Linked DNA regions of Mus musculus: all the other regions are linked to region 2. The links are chromatin contacts, called in public Hi-C and HiChIP or PLAC-seq maps. All regions are on one chromosome and are shown on one strand. Each heading gives the region's core, a stretch centred on a gene start, on an enhancer-like site or on the middle of the called end of the contact. The rest is flanking DNA. Distances are from core to core; before and after follow the strand shown.

The links. Hi-C and Micro-C count contacts between places; a contact is called where the count stands out from the background. HiChIP or PLAC-seq counts read pairs in DNA pulled down with a chosen protein or histone mark.
Region 1: a contact with region 2 is called in an H3K27ac HiChIP or PLAC-seq map of microglia, with 5 times the contacts expected there. The contact joins the promoter of Hivep2 here to the promoter of B230208H11Rik in region 2. A contact is called at or near these places in 2 of 39 promoter capture datasets (liver and pre-B cells), 3 of 115 datasets of contacts at active chromatin or transcription factors (astrocytes, microglia and thymic regulatory T cells) and 2 of 9 other capture datasets (adipose tissue and liver).
Region 3: a contact with region 2 is called in a Hi-C map of cortical neurons, with 2.2 times the contacts expected there. The contact joins the enhancer-like site here to the promoter of B230208H11Rik in region 2. A contact is called at or near these places in 1 of 39 promoter capture datasets (hippocampal neurons), 2 of 484 Hi-C or Micro-C datasets (cerebral cortex and cortical neurons) and 2 of 115 datasets of contacts at active chromatin or transcription factors (astrocytes and large pre-B cells).

What each region holds. Positions count from the first base shown.
Region 1 is chr10:13,964,526-13,968,637 of GRCm38.p6, forward strand. It overlaps Hivep2 (human immunodeficiency virus type I enhancer binding protein 2), which reads left to right and starts at 1,854. Exons shown (of 9, transcript NM_010437.2): 1 at 1,854-2,172.
Region 2 is chr10:12,920,681-12,925,017 of GRCm38.p6, forward strand. B230208H11Rik (RIKEN cDNA B230208H11 gene) reads right to left here and starts at 2,447. Exons shown (of 3, transcript NR_038028.1): 1 at 1,894-2,447; 2 at 929-1,037. n-TLtaa3 (a tRNA gene) reads right to left here and starts at 1,973; the gene lies at 1,891-1,973.
Region 3 is chr10:11,448,525-11,452,564 of GRCm38.p6, forward strand. It overlaps Epm2a (epilepsy, progressive myoclonic epilepsy, type 2 gene alpha), which reads left to right. Exons shown (of 4, transcript NM_010146.2): 3 at 118-359. Among named protein-coding and RNA genes, the nearest start is that of Epm2a, 110 kb to the left of the region's middle. Within about 2 kb of position 1,572, at least 26 of the 459 cell types and tissues checked have an H3K27ac peak or open chromatin away from gene starts, as enhancers often do. A contact at or near this core is called in cortical neurons and hippocampal neurons, where this site is marked.

The DNA of each region.
Region 1 (4,112 bases), core at 604-3,103, 1.0 Mb after region 2:
TCAGGCCCGGAATTCCAGAGGCTAATTTCCACCCCTCCCACGGAGTCACCTGCTCCGGGGGAACCCCGGCCAGAAAGCCGGGTCGCGCCAGGTCAAATCTTGTGCGTCTCTTGTTTACTCCGCCCCGGGCAGGGCGGCGGCGCGGACAGGCGGGTGGGGAGAGGGTGCTACGGCCCCGGGAGCTCCTGAACGCTCGAATCCAAAGAGTGGGCGGCGCGCGGTCGAGCTCCGTGGAGAGCCCACCCGGAGGAGGCGCTCCGGGCGCCGGCACCGCCCAGAAGCCAGTGTCTGCGCTCCAGCGCAGCGACCTCTTGGGAACCTCCCTTGAGGGTGCACACGAGTCCACACACGCTGGGTAACGGCCCGAGGGAGCCCCGGTGTCCCCCGGGTGTTGCCGGGCTGGGGAGGAAGCCAGAGTCCCGGCCCCTACTCGCTTGGGATTCCCTTCCCCTCCCCCAGCCCCGCCCAGCTCTCCCAGGGCTGGGTGTGATTTCAGTCCCTAGCAGAGAACCAGAAGCGCGCAGCTGGAGGTGGCAGCTCGCCCCCTTTCCCCCGCTCGGCCCCCCAGGAAGCCGGCAGCTGCTCCCCGCACCGCTGCCCTAGCCTATTTGAATACCCAGACGAGGGCGGGCGGCTTCCTGAGCAGGGTGCACCCGGGGCGCCCTGGGGAGTGACCCCGGGGAAAGCAATTGGGGCGTTTCGAGCTCGTGAAAACTTCGTGCTTCCGCCCCGGCACGGAAAATGCTAGTGAAACACACTGTGAGCTCCAGGGGCTGCAACATAATTCCCCACCACCACCCGAATTGTTAACAAAATCGTGAGTGCAGCTGGAGGGTGAAGAGGCGAGAAATCCTTGGTACGCGGGCAAAATGTAAGGATCCCACAGATCACAAGGAACCAGTACGTGGGAAAGGGGGCTAGAGAGGGAAGGGAATGGGCGCGAAGGAGGTTTCCACACCCTAGTAGGAAATTCTCAGACCGCTCCAGACTCGCCAGTGTTTCTGCGTGGCAAGCCGATACCCGCTCTCAGCGGAGATCTCGGCTCCGAGGCAAGAGAGCGCGACCGCGACCTTCCCTCCCCGCGCGCCCGCATCAGGGCCAGTCCGGGTCGCACATCCTTCGCCCCGCTGGCCTGCTCCAGACTGGTTTTTCTGGTTCAGCCTCCCTCCCAGGGACGCGCTGGGGGATCCGATGACGTCGCTGGCTGAGTCTCTCCCTCTTCCTCCCTCCCTCCCCTCTCCCCCGCCCGCCCTCGCCGCGCACTCCTCCTAGTAACTTCTGTTCGGGGAGGCGCTGCCAGGAATAACCCGGTGCGTCCACAGCCCGGAGGGGAGGTGGCCGCTGCGGCTCCCGCACGCCGACAAACTGCGGCCCGGGTCCTGCGGCTCAAGCCCCAGCCTAGCGGCCCTGGCCCCCGCCCTGGCTCCATCTCCTAACAGTGTCCGAAAATAAATAAATATATAAATAAAGACAAGAGGAGCCTGGGCTGGCGGTGGGGATCGCCTCCCTCCCTCCTCCCTCCCTCCACGCCCGCCCTCCCTCTGTCCTTAAGGAAATGCTACCAGACACCCCCCACCAGACACGCTCAGCCTGGGCGAGGAGCAGCCGCCGCAGCAAGAACAAGGGCACCGGGGGGCTTTCCTCCCCTCCTCCTCTCTCTCCTCTTCCTCCTCCTGCGCTGCGGTGACTTTACAGGTGAGCGGCCGCCGCGGCTGCGAGGATCCCCCCCACCGCCCGCCGCGTCGCGCCCTCCTTCGGCCGCTGTCACCCGGACTGCCGGGAGCTGACAGCCGCCCGAGGGGCTCGCGGCCGGGAGGCTGGCGGCCGGCGGGAGGCGGGCTGGAGGTGAGGGGGTGGAGAGCTGGAGAGCGGGGCGCCGCCGTGCGCTGTCTCTCCCCGGTGGAGGAGGGTCTCCGCAAAAAGAGAAAGAAAAAGGAAAAAGAAAAAAAAAAAAAGACATCTTCGGTGACTGTGGCACAAGTATTTGCCAAGTTGAGTCTTGGACATTGAAGCTTGCCCGGAGCCCGAGCAACTTGAAAGGTCCTCTGGCTGGGTAGCAGCCTCCCTCCACGCTTCGACTCTTGGGTACTGGGTGCAGCCCTGGGGTGCGTGGAGGGCGCACCGGCCGCTGGCAGAGCAGAGCGGCGGGAATCTAGGTCCCTTCTCGGCTCGGTAAGTGGCCTCGGTTCTGTGTTTTTCCTGCCTGCACCAGAGATCGAGCTTGTTTCACTTTACCCTGAAATCGCCTTCGCCCAACTCCATCGCCCCCTTCGCGGCGCGCGCCCCCGGCCGCTTTCCTGGTGGCCCAGGGGTAAGGGTCGGAGGAGGCGGGGATGGGGGAGACCTAAGCAAGGGGGGGGGGGTCGGGCGCATTAGGAAATGCGGGGAATACCCTGGCCGAGGTTCTATGCAGATGAGGGGAGGCTGCTTTGCGTAATGTCCTGGGGGGAGGGGGCCGCGCGGGAGCGCTGGAGGCAGGAATGTGCCTGGTTACTAATGAGGGACGTGCACCGGCGCGCACCGCCGGGCCACCGCTGCGGCTGCCGCGGCCGGCGGTCCGTTGTCAAGTAGCGGGGGAGGGGGCGCGGCGCGGCGCGGGGCTGGGGGCGGTGCGGGCGGGAGGGCGAGCGGGCGAGCGGACGGCAAGGGCCGGGCTGCCGGCCTGCGGCCGAGCGAGCGCAGCGGAGGCGCTGGCGCTGGGCATTTCTGTGACTCCTTTCTCCTCCCGAGCGAGGAAGGAAGGAAGGAGAGAAGGAAGGAAGGAAGCGAAGAAGGAGGGGACTGTCTCCATGGAAGGTTCAGGCGGAGGCGCCCTCGCCTTGCGGGTGCACCGGCCGCAGAGCGGCTCCAGCCGCCGCCGGCTGGCCCCCGGCGCTTGGAGACGGGTGGGGGCGGATTGCATGCTTGTTTGTGCTTCTGGTCGGGGGATCGGGAAGAAACATGTGTGTTTGGGCAGTGCACCGCGAGGAGCTGGGTCTGCGCCTTTATGTCTGTTCCCTGAAGTGGGTGGAACGTTGGCCCGTTCCGGGAATGTTCCATGACGTGGTGCAGCCACAGGAAGGGGGTTAACGAGGGGCTCTCTGCCGCGGCGGCTCTGCTGGCTGCTATCAAAGCAGATGTGCTGCTGCCGCCGCACCTCTCACCTCCCTTCACCCCCAACCCCCTCCTTTCCATTCTGTGCGTCTGGTGCTGGTAGGGCTAAGACAGGAAAACATAGCGTCTATGTATGTGTGTGTGTGTGTGTGTGTGTGTGTGTGTGTGGTGAGGGTGATGTGTCTGTCGTATTTGGTGGGGGAACGACTCCAGATCAGCCTTGCCATCCCAGCTGTTATCACAGATCGGTGCGCTTTATACGCATGTGCCTCCCGCGTCCTGTCCCTCTTACATAACATATCCAGTGCAGCAGAGGACAGGAGAAAATGCGACCCCAACCCTCCACGCTCAGTCTCTGTGGAGGCTAGAAGGTCGGAGAGGGTCTCTGGATGTTGTGCTGCAGGGATGCGGCTCCCAGTGGGGAAGAGACCGAGGGGAAGCAGGGTCTCTTGTAGTGGTTCCTCAGTCGCCTACTTGAAAGCATCTAAGTGCAAAGGACTGCAGGAACTAGTCCTCTGAATGCGAAAGCTTTTGACTTGCGTCGCCAAGGGAAAGTGGGCGCTCTCACCTCGGAGACGCAGAGAAGAGAAAGGGTCTGTAATACAGTCGCCTGGAGGAGACCCGCAGAAACGTGCTTGGGCTGAGAACAGAGGGCAGAGGGGTTAGCATAGAGGCGACCAGAGGAATCTCTTGATAATAGGTTACACTGGAAACCCCAGGACACCTGTAATGGCTTAGAATTCACACAGGAAGCTGTGTGTGCAACTGACATTGCAAAACCCTTATGCTCTGCACAGTTATTTAGGCCTAAAATGAACACAGAGAGGCTTGCTTCCGGTCCTTTCATTATAATAGAAAAATTGAACTGATTTTTTTCGTTCTTCCTTTTCTGCCATTTTAAAAATAACTCTATTTAAAAACTATATTGGTACTTTCTTCCACTTCCAAAGCAAGACTTCAATAACTCACAGGAGGGCTGTTTTTGTTTCTTCTTCTTCTTCTTCTTCTTCTTCTTCTTC
Region 2 (4,337 bases), core at 1,197-3,696:
CAGTACATGGGAAGAGTAAAGGATTTGAGCACAAGGGTGGGTCGAGCATCACAGAGCAACAGGCTGCATACAAGCAAACCACGGGATACACAGGTTTGAAAATGTCACTATGAAATACATCATTTTGTGCTATGAATATACTAATAAACTTTTAAGAACCCGAGGCATTAAATTTTACTTCCTTTGAATCATTAGCACACGCCTGAAGTACATTGCATGCATTTGAGGTGTTTATCGACTAATTAAAACTCTACCTAAAGATAAACAGCAGCCTGGATGGAGCTGAGGAGGTGGCTCAGCAGCTAAGAGCACTTGCTGTTCTTACAGAGGACCTGGGTTTGGTTCCTGGAGCCCACGTGGCAGATTGTAAACCAACCCCAGTTCCAGGGCACCTGTAGCTTCCTCCTGACCGCACAGCAGGCACCCATGTGGTGTACTTACAGACAACCGCGCATACACACTAAAATAAATGAATAAAAGTGAAAGACCAAAAAGCTAATCAAAACCCCCAAGCCCCAACTGACCGCTGAGGACTGAGAACGCTTCTGGTGTAGGAGTCTTCCAACTGACCACGATGTCTGTTTAACATTGATGGCTCATGCAAACAAACACACACGCATACATGCATACACACATACACACATACATATACATATCCCCCTAACTTCATAGCTGTCTTCAGCATTTGAAAGGAAAATGCGTAACTGAAACAAAGATTATTGACGCCAAAGAAGGGTTTCATCATACAGTTAAAACAATGCTCATGAAAATTATTTCAGTGATGAGTTATTCTGCTTAATGGAAGATCTTTTTTAAATAAATAAATAAAGATTAAAAGATTTGGAGGAAAAGTCAACTTCCTGTCTGTAACTTAAGACAGTTATTAAAAAACAAAAAAAAAAGATAAGGTTTATTCAAACAAACTTACCTCAAGTTTACCAGTAGGTGTCACAATTTAAATATGCTGATATCATTTCCCACAGAGTTCCGAGTTTTTCGAAAAATATTTTTCTACGACTCCAGATAACTGAATGGACCTGAGGAACACGTGAAAATAAATGATCAATGGTAATAACCAACGTTTCCGAGGTTTTATGATTGTAGAGAGGGGTTTATTTAATCAGTGTCTCAACTTATTCAAAAGGCTGGGGAGTTCCTTGAGCCACGCCTACAAAATGTGTTTAAGATCTTGGACTGCTTTGATAAAAAACACTTTTGGAGAGAATAGGGTGGCACACGCCTTTAATCCCAGCACTTGGGAGGTAGAGGCAGGAGGATTTCTGAGAGTTCGAGGCCAGCCTGGCCTACAAAGTGAGTTCCAGGACAGCCAGGGCTACACGGAGAAACCCTGTCTCGAGAAACCAAAAACCAAACCAAACCAAACCAAACCAAAACAAAAAAACCCAAAGAAAATAGGAGAAGATAAAAATCGAAAATATTTCAAATTCTGGGTCTTCATGGTCAAATGGTACATTTTTGAAAGACTGCATGTGAACACGTTAAACTTTGAGGGGGGGGGAAATGAAAAGAAAGGAAAGAAAGAAAACAAAGGGAAAGGAAGAAAAAAGAAGGGGGTGGGGAGCGGACAGAGGAAAGGCAAAAGCGGACTTGTTTTTTTTTTTTTTTTTTTTTTCTTTTTTCTTCTGTGCAAAAGTACTTTTGCAAAAAGTTAGCCAATACCAGACCTCTCCGGGGAGCCTCTTCCCGCCTGGCTCAGGTCGGTTCCTGGAGACACGGTCGCTTCACTGCGGGAAATTGGGCTGCCTTGTAGCAGCGCCCTATTAAGGATTAAAGAACATTTCTTTCAACTGAAATAAGACTTCTAAATTTCCAAAAGCTCTGGACCTAAAAACAACTGACAGACCGCGGCAAGGAACAAAACAGCAACTTTACCAGGAGTGGGGTTCGAACCCACGCAGACATATGTCCATTGGATCTTAAGTCCAACGCCTTAACCACTCGGCCATCCTGGTGCAGGCGTGCTCTCTTCTCTTTGCTGTTCCTACAAAGCTCACAATACCGTCCTCATTTTCCCCAGTTACTCGAGGATGCTTCTGCGCAGGCTGCGCGGCGCTTTCCCGACCCGGCTACAGAGACTCGGAGACTGCCGCCGGGGTTTCGCGCCGCCGCCGCCGCCGCCGCTCACTGTCGCCCCGAGATCTCGGCGGCAGCGAAGGAACTGCAGGAGCAGAGAGCGGGACAGAGCTCTGGGCCGGCGGGCGCCGGCTCTCCTTGCTCACTGTAGGTGCGCGGGCGCGACAAACAAACTCCACAGCTAACTTCTGGGCTCCGGAGCGGAGGTGGGAGGGGTCCCTCGGGCGGTGTAGGCACGGGTCCGCAGGGCAACCATCAGTGTGTTTCTTCTAAATCGAATAGGTTCCCGGGGCCCGGCACCTGTGCGCGCGCGGCTTTCCTTCCTCGCCAGTGTTACCACATGCCGGAAGGAGGTTCCGGAGAAAGAGGAGGTTCCGGAGAAAGCTGTGTGGTCAGGGCAGTGTGGCCCAATCCCCCACCCCCTCCCTGGTTGTGTAGACACTGTCCCCTTTGCTCTGCTTCAAATGCAGGGTCAAGACCTCCTGGATTCCTGCCACCCCTACAGCTCCCCTAGAGGGCAAACTCTTGTTTTAACTTGTCTCCTGTTTTAGCTCCCCTTTTGTTGTTGGGACAAAACACCCACAACAAAAAGCAATTTAGGGTACAGCGGTTTATTTGCATTACTTCGGCTGTTCCTCAAAACCTTGGCTCTACCCCAGGGTTCAGGCTAGGTGTTTCTGCAGCTGCAGGCAGGGAGCTGGTGGCTGAGCCTTGCTCTGGCTGTCCCACCTTGTCCCTCTCCCCTAACCCACCCCCATGTTTGGTTTATACAGGTCTGGTGGCTTCAGTCTTTGACTGTAAACCTAGGATGCACTGTTTCACAAAGTGCCCCACTGTTTCAGACCTCCCAGTGGCTCCCTCAAACATTTTCTCAGTTTCACTGTAATGATCCAACTGCTCTACCATCTCTCACAGCTCTGTGACCCCCAGGGAACACCCAGCTTTTGGTTCTCTTGAGTCCTGGTTAAGTCTGACCGGACTCCTTACGAAGGAACTCTACTCTAGCATCCAGACAGCTCCTGTCTATCTCCCAATGGCGGGAACTCCACTGACCTTTGCCTGACCATGTTCCTCAATAGTACCTTTAGGGCATCCAGGGTAAGCACTCAGAGAAGTACACCAGAGAGCCTAGGTCCTCAGGCCTTGTTCTCTGTGCGGACACTGTGCTAGAGTCTGGAGGCAGCCTGTGGAATGTAACATGGGGTCAGTAACATGGGGTGATTACCTCACCAGGTGATCAGAGAGAGGCCTGAAGCTGCACGCAATGGGTGTTAAATGCAAATGAGAACATGAGAACATGTGCACTCTATAACCCAAGCATTGCTCTAAGCTCCCTACACACAGTTTTGTCTAGCTTGATTTTTTTTTTTTTTTTTTTTTGAGATAGGGTCTCACTATGTAGCTCTGGCTGTCCTGGAACTCTCTATATAGACCAGGCTGTCCTTAAACTCACAGAGACCTGTCTGTCTCTGCCTCCTAAATGTCAGGGTTAAAGGCTTAGAGTGAGTACCACTCTTCAGGGGCTCGGTTAATTTTCTTAATAACTGTAATGTAGGCGTTCCTATCCTCATTTTGAATGAGGCCATAGAGATCTCTTGCAGACTTGCTCAACTAAAGGAAGCCCCCTGCCTGCACTGCTGCTGTTGCCCGGGGCTGCAGAACTTCTCCACCAACCCAGCTTTGCACCGGAGGGTTCTTCTCAGAAATATTCTTTCTGGTGCTCTAGACGATTGCATTTCCGTTTTCTGGCCTCAGTTCAGGGATGGGTCTGGAACACAAGTTAGTTTTTAATCAGAGTTGCAAGTAATCCTTGGGTTCCTTGGGAAGAGATGTCAGTCAGTCATCGATGGAGCATATCATATTGTGATAAGGAGTACCGTAACAGTCATTCACACCCCATATAGTGTTCTGTGATATGAGGAGCTCATGGAGCTACCTGCAGTTATTTAGCCAACAGCCTTCAACCATCAGGTGCTGCTAATGACTGTGTTTAAGTCTTCAGATTCCAGTCCCAGATCCTCAAGTGACATCCCCTCACCCAAAGCCACTAAATCCTCTAAGTGCCCAGAGGCCATAGAAAAGAAACCCACCTGGCCTCACTATACATTAAAAAAAGAAAAAAAGATGTATTTATTTACTATGTAAAGTGTTCTGTCTGCATGCCAGAAGAAGGAGGCACCAGATTTTGATATAGATGGTTATGAACTATCATGTGGTTGCTGGGAATTGAACTCAGGACCTCC
Region 3 (4,040 bases), core at 322-2,821, 1.5 Mb before region 2:
AAATCCAGCCTTATCAGATTGGAAGATGAATTGTACTTCAATAGCATATGTTGTATGCAGATGCTGAGAACTCAAGTTAGAACCTTAGTAATGGTTGACCCCGTATGTTCTTTCTAGAATTCTACCAAATATCTGGCTGGGTAGCTGCCCTCGCCAACTGGAACATGTGACCATCAAACTGAAGCATGAACTGGGAGTTACAGCTGTCATGAATTTCCAGACTGAATGGGATATCATCCAGAATTCTTCAGGCTGCAACCGCTACCCTGAACCCATGACTCCAGACACCATGATGAAGCTGTATAAGGAAGAAGGCTTGTCCTACATCTGGATGCCCACTCCAGACATGAGCACTGAGGGTAAGGGCCAGAAGTAGCACTCGGATTCCTTGCTGAATTTGCTTCAGGGACCTGTTTGTCTTCCTCTCATCTATAACTGAATGTCTAAACTCTGAATTATAAAAGTGGAATCAACATAGGGATTTAGATTTAATATGCATTTAGACACTTTGACAGGATTCTGTTTAACGTGGCTTCATATATATGTGTGTATGGAGCATACAGTCCCTAAGGGATGGCAAGTCTTAATGAATGAACTAAAGTAGGGGTTTAAAAGCACAATGGGTTGGTTATAAAGACAGACAGATATTTTGGGGAGCTTGCGTAGATAATCTAGAAAGGCTTTTGAGGCCGTGATGCCTGAGGTACTGGGGAGTGGCTTTGCAGTGACTGGGGAGAGGGCACGAGGAAGAGGAGAGGATGGAAGAAATAGCGATGTAGAAGAATCTCTATGCCCTGATAGGATGTGGCACCTTGTAGGAACTGAAAGACCAGTGTGGCTAAAGAACTGAGAATATGAAAATACCCCCAGGACTTGAGCTACAGTAGCAAACGATGTTACATTGTCAGAATAGCTTCAGCAGGGAAAAAGGTGGGAAGCCGGGGAGGGTGGAGGTCCTTTTTGTTTTAGTTTGTTTACCAAAAGTATATCTATTGCTGCAGGAACAGCTTGCAGCTGGGTCTGGGAGTCCAGTGAGGTGGGTGTAGTAAGATGGGTAATAATCTGGAAGGTGAGGCCCTGGGCTGTGGGGAGGAGCATGGTAGTTAGTGAGGCAGCACTGACTGGGCAAGCATGCGAGACCAGTCTTTATGAATGGGTTATGCGGTCGGGTACAGCTGGGGAAGCAGGTGACTAAGTCATAGATGTGACATAGTATGTAAGCGGCAGTAAGGTAAGTTCAGAACCAATTACAGCGCAGAGAAGAGTGGACAATGAATGATGTGATGTGCTCTGGAGATTATGGCTTGTCTCTGACGGGGGCAGATAGGCAGACTACACGATTTCCGGGGCGTTTGAAGTGGGCCTGGCTTGGATGGGAGATGTGGGCAGAGAGAGGAAAATGAGAGGGCAAGGAGGAGCACAGACGAAGGCGCAGAAGCTCGGGCTTGTAGAAGAGCCGGCTATAGATGCAATAGACAGTTGCTGAAAAGCAGGTCTAACTTTTCCTTCCGGTAAAAGAGCCACCTCTCTACGACAGTATTAGTAACGTGTCAGCAGGGGGCAGCAGAGAGCTGTAGAGTGCATGGGTTTGGGGCGTTTGAAGATTTGCTCTTCTGGGTAAGAATGGCATTGAAGCCAGGCCAGGAAGCTCGAAAACGTTTCTCCCCATCCAGCTCTCTCTCGGTGTAATGCATGCTACGTCTCCACCCCTCTCATGAACGAAATGGATTAACTCGTCAGCTTCAGGGAAGATTCTAGGCAGACATTGTAGTCACCCCATTTTGCAGAGGAAAAGACAGGTACAAAATGGTTATGTAACTTAAGACTGAAATGTGGAAAGACATTCCACATTTCAGGGGTGTCATTCTGTGTCACAGAACTGCTCCCAAAGCCAGGCTGCGAAGCCGCAACTGCGCGTTTCTTTGTACGCTTCAGGCAGAGTCCCCAGACCCACGTAATTTCTGTTCTTTGTGTTCATGATTAGTTGCAAAGCTACGAACTGAGGGGACATAGCTTATCTCCCAGAAACCAGAGGTCTGTAAAACAGAACATCTTGAGGACCATAGGAAACCCATGTCACTGGCCACCTTGACACTTCAAAGACATCAGGTGGAATTTAAGGCATTTTCTTGAGGCTAAACCCCAAACCAGACAGAGTTTATATCAGCAGAGAGAAGGACAGCTTAGCTCTCTGGAGATCGTCTGTCTGGTTTTAAGACAGTCAAAGAATTGTTCGAGCCTTCAACTGTAGCACAGAGATTTTGATTTGGCGTCTATGGTTCTAATTCCACAGCATCATTGCCCACCTGGGTAAACAGGAGGGGACAGGCAGGCAGGGAGCAGTTGAGCCATTAATTCTGCTACTCCACCCTCCCCTTCCCATGCTCTGCTAACTGAAGGGTCCCAGGTCTAAAAGGGAATTTTCTCAGTAGTTTGGTTTCATCTTTCTGCTGGGAGCCATTGTAGTTGTATTCAAAGCATGGTTGTGGGGGGGTCACTGGGTCACCAGGTCAGGGTGTCTATGGCTATCTCCAATGCAGAGCTATCATAGCAACAGGAAGAGAGCCAAGAAGCCCACAACTGCCATAGCACAAACACTGACACCGAATAAAAGATTTGGTTCAGTTGGACCTTGACAGGTTATCAAAGAGTTAACCATTTCAGAGTGGCAGGGTGACTTTCTTCCAACAGATTAATCTATGTAGCTTATAATTATAGACCAATGCACATATAGATTCCCCCACCCGAGTATTTTTAGAACACCAGGGGGAGGGGGGTGGGATCTGTCTGGAAGCATTCTGAGCTGCTGCATAATGCTGTCAGGTGAAGTCTGGAAGGAGAGTCTGTTAGACTCAATTGTCATAGAGCGGCTGCAGTCAATTGTCCTATCGATCCTTCCTGTTGTACACTTTGTCATATAAGGACGACTAGCTTAGATATCTTCCTTTTCAGTTCTCCTTTTTAAAAAATGGCTCCTCTCTTTCACCTGGGGAATGAAAAAAAAAATCTCCAAGTCAAAGGAATAAACTGCGTTTGCTCATTAAACCCCCCTTCTCAGGGGGAAGTTCCATTGAGTGCTGCTCTCTGCTCTGTTCCTGTAACAGCTTAGCTCTTTCCTTCCCAGTGAGTTCTAAGATTCTGGGTGTTGCTTTGCTACCACGCTTCAGTCATTCTCTCACTCAGCAGACTCAGTTCATCTCTGCCTTTCTGCCATAACACTGACCTGGCAGTGCCTAAATACCTGGCAGGCTGGAGCCTGGTCGGCCTTGGGTAGCTTGTAGACGGGTCTATTCCTGTACTGGCCATCCAGGGATGGGATCTCTACTAACTAGATTATAATAGACTGTAAGATTAGTCACAAGCTTTAAAAAATATCTTATTACTTCTCTGAGAGTTTCATAAAATGTGTTTTGAACACACTCATCCACATGCCTCCCTGTAATTCCTTCTAGGTCCATCCTGCACCCTGGACTTCCGGTACCCTGCCCACTTTGTATTCTCTTTGTGTTTGTTTTGTAAATAAATCATGGTGTCCACTTTGTGCTGCCTATATGGTACAGGGCCATCCTCTGCAGCATGGTCAACCGACTGGAGACACTTTTGCAAAGAAAAGTGGCTCTCCCTGCTTAGAGCTGTCAAGTACCCATAGCCTTCAGTTAGGGGTGAGAGTTCTTTATGTTTCTACCAAAAGATGTTACAGATAGGATAGACCCTCATCTATCCATCTTGTTAAAGGTGGAAAACAAGACTTTCCAAGTGAAGTGCCAGTGTGCAGTTATGTATCGCCCCAGAGTAGGACAGGGAAGATGCACATGTATGCTGTGGACCTCTTCCTTGGCCAACCGTAGACAAAGCAAAGCAGCCCTGGAGAGGGTCTTGACCTCCCTTACCTCAGGCTCTAAAGAGTCGGGTGTTAAAAAGCTCTTCCGTTTCTAATAACCTTGGCTTGTTCAATCCCTGCTTCCCTTTCAGGGAGCTTTAGTTATCCCAGACTTAGATTAGCCTCTAGCAGGATAGGAGCAAAAGGTAGAACAGAGAAT